Regions from separate parts of the Mus musculus genome. Here region 1 is linked to region 2. The links are chromatin contacts, called in public promoter capture Hi-C maps. All regions are on one chromosome and are shown on one strand. The core of a region is the stretch at or near the end of the contact, and the rest is flanking DNA. Distances in the headings are between cores, read along the strand shown. Region 1 holds the start of Slc40a1 (solute carrier family 40 (iron-regulated transporter), member 1). Region 2 has its middle 46 kb from the start of Slc40a1.

Region 1 (6,079 bases), core at 38-2,537, 45 kb after region 2:
ATGCCAGTTTTCGCCAGTCTACCCTTGTACTCTGTTTCTATAATGCTGCATGCTGGTACCAGACGTAAACCCAAGAGGGCCCATGAAATACCTTTCCAGTTCAGTAGGAGGCCCAGTTAGAATTTACCAACCCTAGTAACTATGCAAGTTTTCCTGTCCTTGTGGATCTTGTTTCAAACAGTTGTCGGTCTATGTAAAGCTTTAGAATTTCACTATTAAGTAAAATTTACTAACACTCATGGGAAACATCTTTGAAGAAAACAACGTTTTTGTTGAAACATGTGTTTTAGAACGATTTATTTACTTAACGGAATGAGAAAACTGCAAGTTCTCCAATACAACTGTCTCCGATGAGAGTAAACAACAGCTTGTGCAACGATGTCTCAAGAACTGTGTGCATTCTCACTTACCCAAGTGGAGAGAGAGTGGCCAAGGTAGAGGAGGAATTTTGCTGAGGTCAGGTAGTTTGCTAAGGATCCTAGAAAGGCACAGAGAACAAGTTAAAAAACGTGTTTAAGCACCCCAATGTGCTCAGATTAGAATTTGCTTTTGGTCGTAATTAAGTCTGATTTTTTTAAACAGGTCACTTACAAGACTGATGCATTCAGTTTACTTAATAGCATCCACTTAAGATTCAGCGTTGTCTCTTGGTCAATAACCGCCCCAACTTCAGGCAGTGAAGAAACTCTTGTTTCAACATTCCTTAACTTTGGTGGGGTTTGTTTTTTTAATGCAAGAAATTTCACCCTGCCCAGGTTACTCTATCCCTGCCTATATGTAAGTTCTTTTATTCAAACTATGAGTTTATATTCTTCTTCACCCTCCATCAAAACCCAAGTCAACCCTCATGGAACTACATCTCCCCGTCCCCACCTGCATTCCCACCATTTGAAACATTCGATTACTCAACTCACCACAGCATCCTTCCTGATGGGTTTGATCTCTTGCCTTGGTCATGACACCAGGCGTTCTCCCCTTGTTTGTTCTGATGCTGGTAGCTTTAGCTGCTCTTGCCCGGGAGCTTGTTCACAGGAGTGAGAGGAACCGAAGATAGCACCAGTATAAGCACAACAGCCTTATGCCGAAAGACCCCAAAGGACAACTAAGGCAAACAACAACAGCAAAGCTGTCACGGGGTCTTCTTTTTGTCTTCTTTCCAAACTTAGCTAACACTGTAGCTGAAGTTGGAAAGCCAAAGCCTTATGGGAGCGGGTTGGAGGATCCACCGGCCGCAGGAGACCCCGAGCCTGCTCTCGCCGCCGCCGCCGCCGCCGCCACCGCCGCGGGCAGGGCAGCGGCTTATAGGGAGCCGGGGGCGGAGCTTGAGAGAGCAGGGACCGCCCTTCGCGGCTGGACGTCCAGGTCCGCGCCAGCTACGCTCCCACCGCCCTCCCAGGAGGCGCAAACAACCTGCGCTTTGGCTGGGCTACCGCAGGAGAAGCCAAGGGGTGACCCGCACAGTAGGACGGGGACTGTATGCGGACCCCGAGGGGACACTACAGAAACATTTTGCACAAAGTCGTTTGGCAGGTGCTAGAAGGAAGCTCTTCTCTCTGGCCACCAGATTGCCGGACAGTCCCTAGGCAAAGCTCAGCGGGAGCTGGCGCGGAAAAAAAGGAGCCTCCCACCCTAGCTACCCTTCGGAATGCAGGTAGCTAAGTAAATACAAGTCATGTCCGGCCTGCCTGCGGCGCAGAATGTTTTCCTTCTCCGAACTATAGAGAGGGCTCTCTCTCAAAAGCTGCGGAATCAAAGCTCAGGAAGCAGGCTCAAAGATCACAATGTAGCCCCGCGCAGCCCAGTGATCGAACGCAGGCCGCCTTCTGTGCCACAGGCACTGCAAGGAGGCAGCGCCCTTCACTGTCCTTTCCCTCTGAGTTCTAACCCTAGCCGCTCCTGCCTCTTTGGCTACTCCACAGGCTCCAAGTGCTGAAGGGAAGTAACCAGGAATACCGGTTGTCCCAGTTGGGACCCTGGGTCTGGCCCCGTGCAGATAAAGCCCTTTTGGTAGCCTCCTGGGGGGACAGGTGAATACACACCAGGTGTAAGCCTCTAATGACCTCCGTTTCCTCCCCAGGGCATACCTGCTTCTTGTGTCAGCCCTTCCCTTCCCTTACCTTTGTCAGGTTTGTCAACACTTCAAGAGTGATCCTAAACATTGAAACTCCAACCGGCTTGCACTCTTCCAGCCCTGCCAGAATGACACCTGGTAATGAAGAGAGCCACTCATGAGCACAGGCCTTGTATCTGGACTCTCTATCAGAAGCCCCAAAGGTCTTTGCGGGCGGGGTGCAGCTGGATTCGTTAGGATGAGGTCTGCAGAACCGAGATAGGGCTTTGCTACTGCAACCGCTTTTTGTCCTTTGCAAACCTTTCTCTCTCCTGACACACAAAACGTTTAAGTCCTTTCTCCTCTATCGCAGGTTCGGGTATGTCTGCTGAAGTTGCAAAATGGGGTAGTATATCCAAATGTCTTTTGGAGTAAACCTAAAGTGTGCTTACATGAAGCACTTAGGAAGGGATCATCTAGCAAGTTCTGACGGTTTCTTTCTCTCTGTCTCTCTCTGTCTCTGTCTCTCTGTCTCTCTGTCTCTCTCTTCCCCCAGCCCTTCCTTCCTTTCCTTTAATTTTGTTGATCTTCAGAATACAAACTATCCTGATTCCCTGCACGTATGTGCCAATAACAGGATCTCCATGCCCTTTGCATTAAGTACAGTGTGCCTTAAGAGCTATCCCCCACATCTAGTCAGAAGACTCTGAGAAACAGGAGCTCAGTTGATGCGTGCTTCAAAGTGTGATGTGTTCTCCATTGTCATCAATGGGGAGCTTCTGTTCCCCATTGTCACCAAGGAGTCCTCAGAAGCCCAAACTAGGAGAGTGCTAAGAACAGGTGGGGTCCCACAGTGAAGCAAGCAGCAAATGAGCAAGATTCATAGACAGAAAAAGCATTCAATATCTGAGGACTTGGCCAGGGCTCCTATCCTAGTCGTTGGGAATGAATAGTTAGTGTATTGTTGGAGCTCATGACATAGAAGGAGTTAAAATAGAAAATGGAATAAAAATTCTCAGAACGCTTGGAGTACACAAGTGACAGAGTTTCCTGGCCTTGACATTCCAGATTAGAAAGCATAGCTCAGTCACAAGACACCACTGGCTCTTCCTCCTACCACAGAAACATTTCACTGATTGAAAAGTAAAGTTTCATCCAAAAGCAATGTTTTCCCTCTCAGAACAGAAAATATATAACTTTCTTATCAATGTAATCATAACTAAACAAGTCATGCATGTTTTAAACCAGTTTTCAAAAACAAAAAATAAGTGCCCCCCAAAACTATTTCTCAATTCATTTCAATATGATATTTATGAGACAGAATCTAAGTTACTCATACCAGCTCTGAACTCAGAATCCTTCTGCCTCAGCTTCCCCAGCACTGGAATAACAGGCGTGTGTCACTATTGAGCTGTTTAAAAGTCTGTTAGTTTTAAAAGAGCCTTTTAAATCTTCCAGCCAGAATAAAATGTACTCTGATTGGAAGTTGTTAACACATATTTATGGTTGGGGAATAAAAGGACTTATTCCTTCCTTTCAAGTTGTGTTTTTACTTACCTCCAGGGCCCTCAGTTGCCTCTTCTGCACCTGCAGCTCTCCAGATCAAAAACAGCACAGGGAATGGCCACTACTCCACAGCCGTGAAGACAAATGAAAAGGAAAAAACACAGTGGGGTTATCATCCACTGTTACAGGAAGCCTTAGCTCTGAGGACAGAGCTCCCATCAGATGCAAAGCTTTAACAGTACAAAGCCACAATTCTGTTCAAGTGCCTTTCAAGACTGTCTGAGACTTCTATAAGCTTCAAACTGAGTAGACTCTTGAGAAATTCAAATTCAGGGTCTTACTTCAAGTCATAGACAACGAACAGAAAGATGATCATCATCATAACGCTTTATTTTGGTTGAGTATCCCAAGAAACTCAACCTTGGCAAGCTTTGTATAAATACGTGACCTCTCCTCCATTCTCCTCATACATCTCTAGCTTTAAAAAATGAATGCATAATATTTCAAAAGTATATATTTAATATGTAATATACATTATTTACATTATATATTATATATAAATATTTTGTTATACAACATTTATAACATATAATATATAAACATTTATAAGTATGTGTTATACATAATATATAGTATTTGTGTATGAATATTAAATATATATTTATTACATTATATACGTGGTAATATATACACTGTGTATGTTACAATAATGTATACAATAATAATAATAATAATAATAATAATATCATAGTTGTCCTCAAGGTCTGAAAGAAGAGTAGGTAATGACAAGATCCTGGGCACTGGGCATAAAATGATGGATGTCTTGTCACTGGTGATGATGCAACATTGTGAATTATCCAAAGTGTCAAAGCTGTATTAAAATGACATAAACAATGAATTTATCTCATGTGATTTTTTTTACCTCAGTTATTAAAAAAACAAAAACAAAAAACAGTGTCTTAAAAGGAAACTCTGCCATTTTCCCAAATCAGGGATTAATATAGGAAAGATATGTAGAAAGAAGAAAACAGAAATCAAATCTTGCACGTTATATTGGAAACTAAAATAGAGAGCTGTGTTCATTGTTTAATTTTCTCCATATATAGCCAGAAAATATATATGAATTTCACTTAATAAGTATTTTGGTCTCTTAACTTTTGCCATAGATCCTTTCTGTCTAACTTTATTTCTGTTATGAAATAAAGTCCATTCCTTTATTGCTTGTTTCCAGCTAAACACCAAAGCTGGATGCTTATTAACTACAACCCTAAAGACCTCTCTCAGCCTTGCCATCCTAGGGCTTATCCAAACAGACAGACAGGTCTCAGCTACTAGGTCCCTGTTCATTTGATTTCTCAATTGCTTGCTGCCCTCACAGAAGAGAGTATAAATCTCAGATCTCTCATACCTCCAAAGAGTTCTCAGTGTACACACCTATTCAAGTCATCTGCCTCCGACATGCCATACAGCATACCTGCTTCTAAGAAACCCCTCGAAGCTAATTCCTACTAAGATGGCCAGAAATTTCTAGTCACAAATTTTGCATTCTAGGCAAAAGGCAAAAATGTTCTACTTAGGAAACAGTTCGAGGTCCAGTGCTCAAGACCTTTCCTGGTATGTGCACTATACTTCTCCTTGGTTTGGTTTGTTCTGTTTTATTTCAGTAAATATTACTTTTAACCACTTATTTTTGTTTTTGTTTTGTTACCAAATGATAATGACAGATTATCATTACATGTCACCAAGGAGCGCAAGATATTTACAATAATGTTGTTCCATGGCTATGAGATCCTTGAGCAATTCCCTGGTCTTAGACCCTTGAGTTGTGCTTACACAGACATTATTGTGGTTAAAGCTCTTTAAGGAGAAAACAAAAAGGCCTTTACACATGACCTGGACAAAGCCCTCTAGTCCCATATGATTTGAAATCACTGCTGAAATTATTTCAACATTTCGAAAGAAAGCCTCTCCCAGGAATGTTGTCAGAAACACTCTATTAGTGTTACCTGCATTCAGCAGCATGCAAAATAAAAGGCGCCTAGAACTACCCAAGTGGCAAATCGGAGACAAGGCACTTATCAGAAGTTGCTGTGTTGGTTCATCTTCACAGCACACTGTGAAATAACAGTCTTTATCCCAGTTGCAAATAGAAGTTAAATAACTCACTCACCACTCCTGTCCCTCAGGTAAAGATGGAAGAAGAATGAAGCAGGAGAGGTCAATGCCCATAAGTAAGTCAACTAAGCAATGCTAAAACCACCAGAAAGCCAGGCAACAATGGGGCCTAGGAAGGAACTGCTTTGATGGTTGAGGAACAACAAAAAACATAAGGAAAGGGGGAAAAACATTTACAGACCTCTTTCTGGAGCAGAGACCTTTTTTTCTTTGTTTTCTTTTCTTTTTTTCAAGACAGGCTTTTTTTTTTTTTTTTTTTTTTTTCTCTTTTCAAGTCTAGCCTTGGTTGCCCTTGAACTTGATCTGTAGGTCAACCTTGACTTCCTAGTCACAGAGATCTGTCTGCCT
Region 2 (6,199 bases), core at 3,249-5,748:
AGTGATATTCTCTAGACTCTAGACTATTCTCTAGATTCTAGATTGACATGTTAAGTGCAACAAGTAAAGTTAGTTAATAGCTGAGAGACCAAAGATCGGTCTGAGCTGGCCTTGGTCGAGTCTTTAGCTAACAAGAGAGGAGCATGTGATTGGAGAATGGACAGGTGTGGTACCTACCAGGGAAATAAATGGAGCCAAAGGCAAAACAATTACAACCAAATGAAATGCGGAAAGAACCTGTCAACTAATAAATTATCATTTAGACACAAAGAAATGTTCTGACTGGGGCATTTTACAATGCTTTTTCTATAATTATTAACGGCTGTCACCTGAAAACTCTTTGACCTTGTTTTACTGTAAAAAACCAAGGCAGAAAGATTAAGTACTTTCCTGTAACTGTACAATGTTTAGGGAAGAAAGCATAAATTTGCTTGAGGTAGCCATGGAGCTAGTTGAATAATCCTCATATGACCTGGGACACCCTCATTCTCTGGGGTGCCAACCACAGCTAGGGTGTACTTTAGAATTCTGAACTTCATTCACTGAAGCTACCCTTCTGTCCCGGGCATTTGGTAACAAGTATACTTCGTGATGAAATAATAAGGCCAAGATAAAGCCAGATAGATCCCTTCACATCCTTTAAATCCTGAGTCTCTGAAACATTTTACTTACCAGAGTCACACTACAAATTACATCTCTTTACTTCCATATTCTACTATCTTCCAAACCCTCACAGGAGATGTGAAAATTAAAATGAATCTCACTCCATCTTCCTTTTTCTGCTCAAGAAAAATTTATTTTAGAAAGTGGAAGAAGAAAGAAAGAAAAACAAAACCAAGGGTCTAGAGAGATGTTGGAGGACACAACTCTCATGGAGGGCACAGTTGTCTATAACTCTAGTTCCACGGGATCCAACACCTTTTTTTGGTCTTCTTAGGTACCAAGAACACAAGTGGTAAACAAGCATGTATACATGTAAAACACCCATATAAAAAAATAAAGAAAACTTAATAGAAAAAAAAATACTTAGAAAGAAGGAATTAGGAACTAGAAATAAATTTCATTCTCTTCCCCACCTGCTGCTTTTGGGCGAGGTGCTCTGAGGCACGTAGGACACTGAGATAGTAAAGCAGAGACCTGCCCTGTGGAGAGTCTCAGCCACTTAAGGAAACAGAAGGTCAGTCATTTCACAGCCTTGAGACAAGTGCCATAAAAATGGTGATAATAGGATTGTCCTCCATCTTCCTTGAAGCTGATTGAGAAAGTGCTCCTGAGTGAAGTCGTTCAAACTGAATTGAGACAGAAGAACTGGATTTGCCAGGATATAAGAAAGGATGAGGCAGATTCAGTAGTTGTAAGTTGTTAGTTATGGACTGAGATGGAATTAAATGAGGTGTGATCAGTGATCAGAGACTAAATTATAGAGTTTTTACATTTCACAAGAAGATTAAGCTTTATCCTTAACGGTAAAATATATTGTTTGAAAGATATAATTCTATGAAGTGAATAATTTTGAATTACTACTTTTAATTTCCCCATAGTGTGAAGATTGCAGAGGTAAAGAATAGAAGCAGAATTTCCAGCAAGGTCATTTTATTGGTTCAGGTAGGTGATGAATTTAAAAATGAAATAAAAAAGGTGGAGGTTTATTTTAGATAAAAAGGGAGAACATAGCCAGAGGCAAGAATACCTGGGAGAGTCTAGAGCAGACATGAATTTGAGCCATGTGAAGATGGGGCTGTGGGCAAGAACCAGACCAAGTTAGGAGGGTCAAGCATAGATGGAAGAGCTCGGTAACCAAAATGGCTGGATAATATACAGAAGGGCATCTGGGGAAGGGCAGACAGTTCCTGGGCTAGAGAAGTTTAGAGTAACTGGTAAGGCATGCCAGTCATATCCTGTAAGAGGTGGGGACTGAAGGAAGATGGAAGAATTTAACTGCCAGGTCCACTTTGATATGATAAGTATGCATCCTAGCCATTTGTTCTCTGATGGCAATGACAGGATCATGAATTGGAAGAATAGCAATAGAGGTGGGGAATCGAAGGCACACTTAGGAAATAGTTGACATAAGACAATCAACTAAATGTATGGAGTGAGGCCAGTGGAAGAGTGGAACAAGTTACAGACAAATTTATTCTCTGGTTAATTGGTGTCAAAATCATCTGCAGCAGAAATATAGAGAAATAGAAGGGGGAAGACAAATATTTCCAATAGGCCACTACATTAGTGTTATCCAATAAATATTTAGATATGGCTATGCATCTTAAGAAATAATATCAAAATCAACATATACCCACATGCCAACAAAGCAACCAAAAATGAGTAAAGTTTTAGATACATTTTTCTTCCTCTGGATGTCAGATATACTTAGGAAACCAAGATGGGATTTTAGTGACTTAAAAAGTATATATCCAGCTCTCTCTGTTACCCCAAACTCAAACCCCCAAATCAATGAAAAAGTTGGCTCTTTGAAAAAAATCAACAAGACAGACACATTTTTATCCAAACTAACTAAAATATGGAGAGAATATTCAAATTAACAAAATCAGAAACAAAAAGGGGTACATAACAACAGAAACTGAGAAAACACAGAGAGTCATAAAGACATACTTTAAAAACCTGTACTCCACCAACTTGGAACATTTCTGAATAGGTACCACTTACAAGGTTAATCAAGATAAGATAAACAGTCCTAAAACCCATAAGAAAATAGAAGCAGTCATTAGAAGTTTCCGCACCAAAACAAGCAAGCAAGCAAACAAACAAACAAAAACAAATCGTAGAACAAGATGGTTTTAGCATACTTTCAAAGAAGAATTAACCCCAATACCCCTAAAATTGTTCCACAAAATAAAAACAGAAGGGACATTGCCAAATTCATTTTATAAGGCCACAGTTACCCTAATACCTAAACCACGTAAAGACTCAAAAACAAAAAAGAAAGGGAAAGAGAAGAAAGAAAGAAGGAAAGAAAGAAAGAAAGAAAGAAAGAAAGAAAGAAAGAAAGAAAGAAGGAAGGAAGGAAGGAAGGAAGGAAGGAAGGAAGGAAAAAAGGAAGGAAGGAAAGAAAGAAAAAATGAAGGAAGGAAAGAAAGAAAAAAGGAAGGAAGGAAAGAAAGAAAGAGAAAGAGAGAGAAATAAAGGAAGAAAGGAAGGAAGGAGGGAAGGAAGGAAGGAAGGAAGAAAGAAAGAAAGAAAGAAAGAAATTTATAGAAAAATTTCCATTATGAGCATACATACAAAAATACTCAAAATACTTCAAACTGAATCATATCAAAACGATCATCAAGCATGATCAAATAGGCTTCATACATACCAGAGATACAGGGACAGTTCAATATACATAAATTTAAAAATGTAATCCACCATATAAACAAACTAAATGAAAAAAAATGACATGATTATCTCATTAAAAGTAGACAGAAAAACCAGCACCGCTTCATGACAGAAGTCCTAGAGAGATTAAGGGAACATACCTAAGTGTAATAAAGGCAATTTACAGCAAGCTGATAGCTACCATCAATGTAAATAGAGAGAAACTCAAAGCAATTCCACTAAATCAGGAACAAGTCAAGATTGCCCACTCTCTCCATATCTATTCAATATAACACTTGAAGTTTTAGCTAGAGCAGTTAAAGCAACTGAAGGACTTCAAACGGATACAAATTGTAAATCAAGAAGTCAAAGTATCATTATTCACCAATGATATGGTGGTATATATTAGCCACCCCAAAAATTCTACCAGGGAAAGCCTACAACTGGTAAACACATTCAGCAAAGTGCCTGAATACAAGATTAATTAAACATAAAATAAAAATAAAAATATCAGTAAACCTCATATATACAAAGGACAAATAGACTGAGAAAGAAATCAGGGAAACACCACCTTTCACAACAGCATCAAATAATATGATATATCTTGGTCTAATTCTAACCAAGCAAACGAAAGACCTACGTGACAAGAACTTCAAGTCTCTGTAGAAAAAAAAAAATCAATAAAATGATTCCTAATGATAGTCTCCTATTCTGTAAATCAGTTCCTTATCTAGTTGTTATCAGAGAGGCTCCCTTCAACAGCACCTCAGCATGAATGCCAAGACCCACAGCCAGACATTATGCAGAGAGTGTAAATTGGAGGTCTCCATCAGGTCTCTCCCTTTGGAACCCAGAAGGTGGAGGGACGATTGTAGGAGTCAAAGGAGTCAAGGACACTGGGGGATCATGATCCACTGAATCAACTAAGTGGGGCTCACATGGGCTCAGACACTGAAGTGGCATGGGGCCAGCACGTGTTTGCACCAGGCTCTCTGTGTATTTGTTGTGGCTGTTAGTGTTTGTGTGGACCTCTTAACTGTGGAAGCAGGTATGTCTGTGACTCTTTTGTGTGCTTTTGGGATCTTTTCCTTCTGCTGGGTTGCCTTGTCCAGCTTCATTGTGAAGGCTTTTGCCTTGTCATACTGTATTTTGTTTTGCTGTGTTTTGTTGCTGTCTCTCGGAGGCTTCTTCTTTTCTAGTGGGAAATGGAGGGGAAGTAGATCCAGTAAGTGAGGAGGTGTGTATGGGGTGGGGGAGGGAGCTGGGAGGAGTGGAGGGAGGGGATAATGTGGTCAAAGTGTATTGTATGAGAGAAGAATTTATTTTCAATAGAAATAAGAAAAAAGATTGAGCTGGGGGTGTGGTAGTGCAAACGTTTAATCCCAACACTCAGGAGGTAGATGCAGGTAGATCTCTAACAAGTTCATATTCAGTGTGATTTACAAAGTGAATTTTCAGTCTGCCAAGGCACATAGTGAGACGTTGTCTCAAATAAAATAAAAATGTAAAAGGAAGAGATTGGAGATTGCACTGGAGTATCAGAAGCTAGGAAAGGGAATGGCACCCCCATATCTGCCTGCTTCCTCTTAGGGTGATGGGGGCTTTTAGAAAAGGGGAAGATAGCTGTTGACCAAATTAGATAGTGTGACTGCCTCTAACAGAGCAGAAGAAAAGCAATCTAGAAGGGCAGAAAACTATTGAAAAGCATCTTTTCAAAGTCACGAGTAGAGATTGACATCATGGGAAAGATGAGGAAGATTAGCTCAAATGTGAAACTAAGCAAACCAGTGAGGAAGCTGAGCAGGCAGGGTCCAGGGAAACTAGAAACAGCTGAGTCACTCTCAACATTGAGTGTGCTGACCCTGAAGAAGCAACAAAATGATTCAAACTCCGATGTGTCCCTCTGTCACCTATGAAGCCTCCCTCACACAGGCTGATTCTTGAGTTTCTAGGACTTGTCTCTGGCCTATTTCTGCCAATGCCTTACATTAAATCTTCCAGAACTTAACTGAGATAAATTGTTATCTTTGTGGGGGAAAAAAACAAAAGGATGTGACCCAACACATGAGTGTGGTTACCAGAAGCTAGTGGAAGTGTGTTCTTCCCACCTCATCACTGTCTCCTTTTATATAGTAGCCATATTTATTGAAGGGGAGCAGGCAGCCTGCCTCCTCACTTTCTCCATGCTCTCAGAGCTTCCCATCACCCCCCCCCCCTTGCTCTTTCTCACCATTCGTGCGAGCTCCCCCTCCCCAGCTTTTCAGAGAGGGCCGGGTCTGGCACTGAAATATTGCTATTGTCGTTTTCAGGGTGGCACTCCCTAACGACCCCTCCCTACAGCAACAGATGCCAGCTTGAGAATAGACAAACAGCGACATCCCTCAGTCCCCATGTCATTGAGGTTGGCAACACTCCCTGATAGATGGATAGATGGCTAGCACTTCCAAGTGCAGGTGGCTCCTGTCCTTGGAAGAAGAGAAGAAAACAAGTGCCCCCACGTTTGAGTTATGAGAAGAGGGCAATTAAAAACACACTACTAGTTCCTGATAGCACCATAAAGTTACTTCCCAGGTCAAAAGAGTCCCTCCTCCCAGTTGAAATTCTGCCCTGCTGTCTGAACGTGTTTGAAGGATAAATTCCCTTGTCACCTCCTTGTGTCATCTTGAAGTCCGAGAATCCCTGTTTATGCCTGTTTATGCAGTTCTTAGAGTTCTGGAGATCCTGTGACCTAGGCATAACAATATCACACTGCTGCTTGTCAGGCCCTGGCAAGCAACTAAAGCTCTTTATTCTTTCCTTTTTGTCCATCCAGCATATTCATTTGGATCATTTTATGCACCAGACATTGTTTAAAGCTCTGGAGATAAGCAACAATAAGTCA

Evidence for each region. Promoter capture Hi-C pulls out the DNA fragments that hold promoters and counts their contacts.
Region 1: a promoter capture Hi-C map of neutrophils shows a contact between it and region 2. The contact joins the promoter of Slc40a1 here to the enhancer-like site in region 2. A contact is called at or near these places in 6 of 39 promoter capture datasets (the C10 cell line, the HPC-7 cell line, fetal liver and 2 more), 1 of 15 datasets of contacts at CTCF or cohesin (the NIH/3T3 cell line), 13 of 484 Hi-C or Micro-C datasets (the G1E-ER4 cell line, bone marrow-derived macrophages, embryonic fibroblasts and 7 more), 9 of 115 datasets of contacts at active chromatin or transcription factors (cardiomyocytes, embryonic stem cells, microglia and 2 more) and 3 of 9 other capture datasets (adipose tissue, liver and pancreatic islet).

What each region holds. Positions count from the first base shown.
Region 1 is chr1:45,924,307-45,930,385 of GRCm38.p6, forward strand. It overlaps Slc40a1 (solute carrier family 40 (iron-regulated transporter), member 1), which reads right to left and starts at 1,288. Exons shown (of 8, transcript NM_016917.2): 1 at 915-1,288; 2 at 411-478. The coding sequence starts at 957.
Region 2 is chr1:45,876,508-45,882,706 of GRCm38.p6, forward strand. No RefSeq gene overlaps it. Among named protein-coding and RNA genes, the nearest start is that of Slc40a1, 46 kb to the right of the region's middle. Within about 2 kb of position 4,499, at least 37 of the 459 cell types and tissues checked have an H3K27ac peak or open chromatin away from gene starts, as enhancers often do. A contact at or near this core is called in the G1E-ER4 cell line, the HPC-7 cell line, bone marrow-derived macrophages and 2 more, where this site is marked.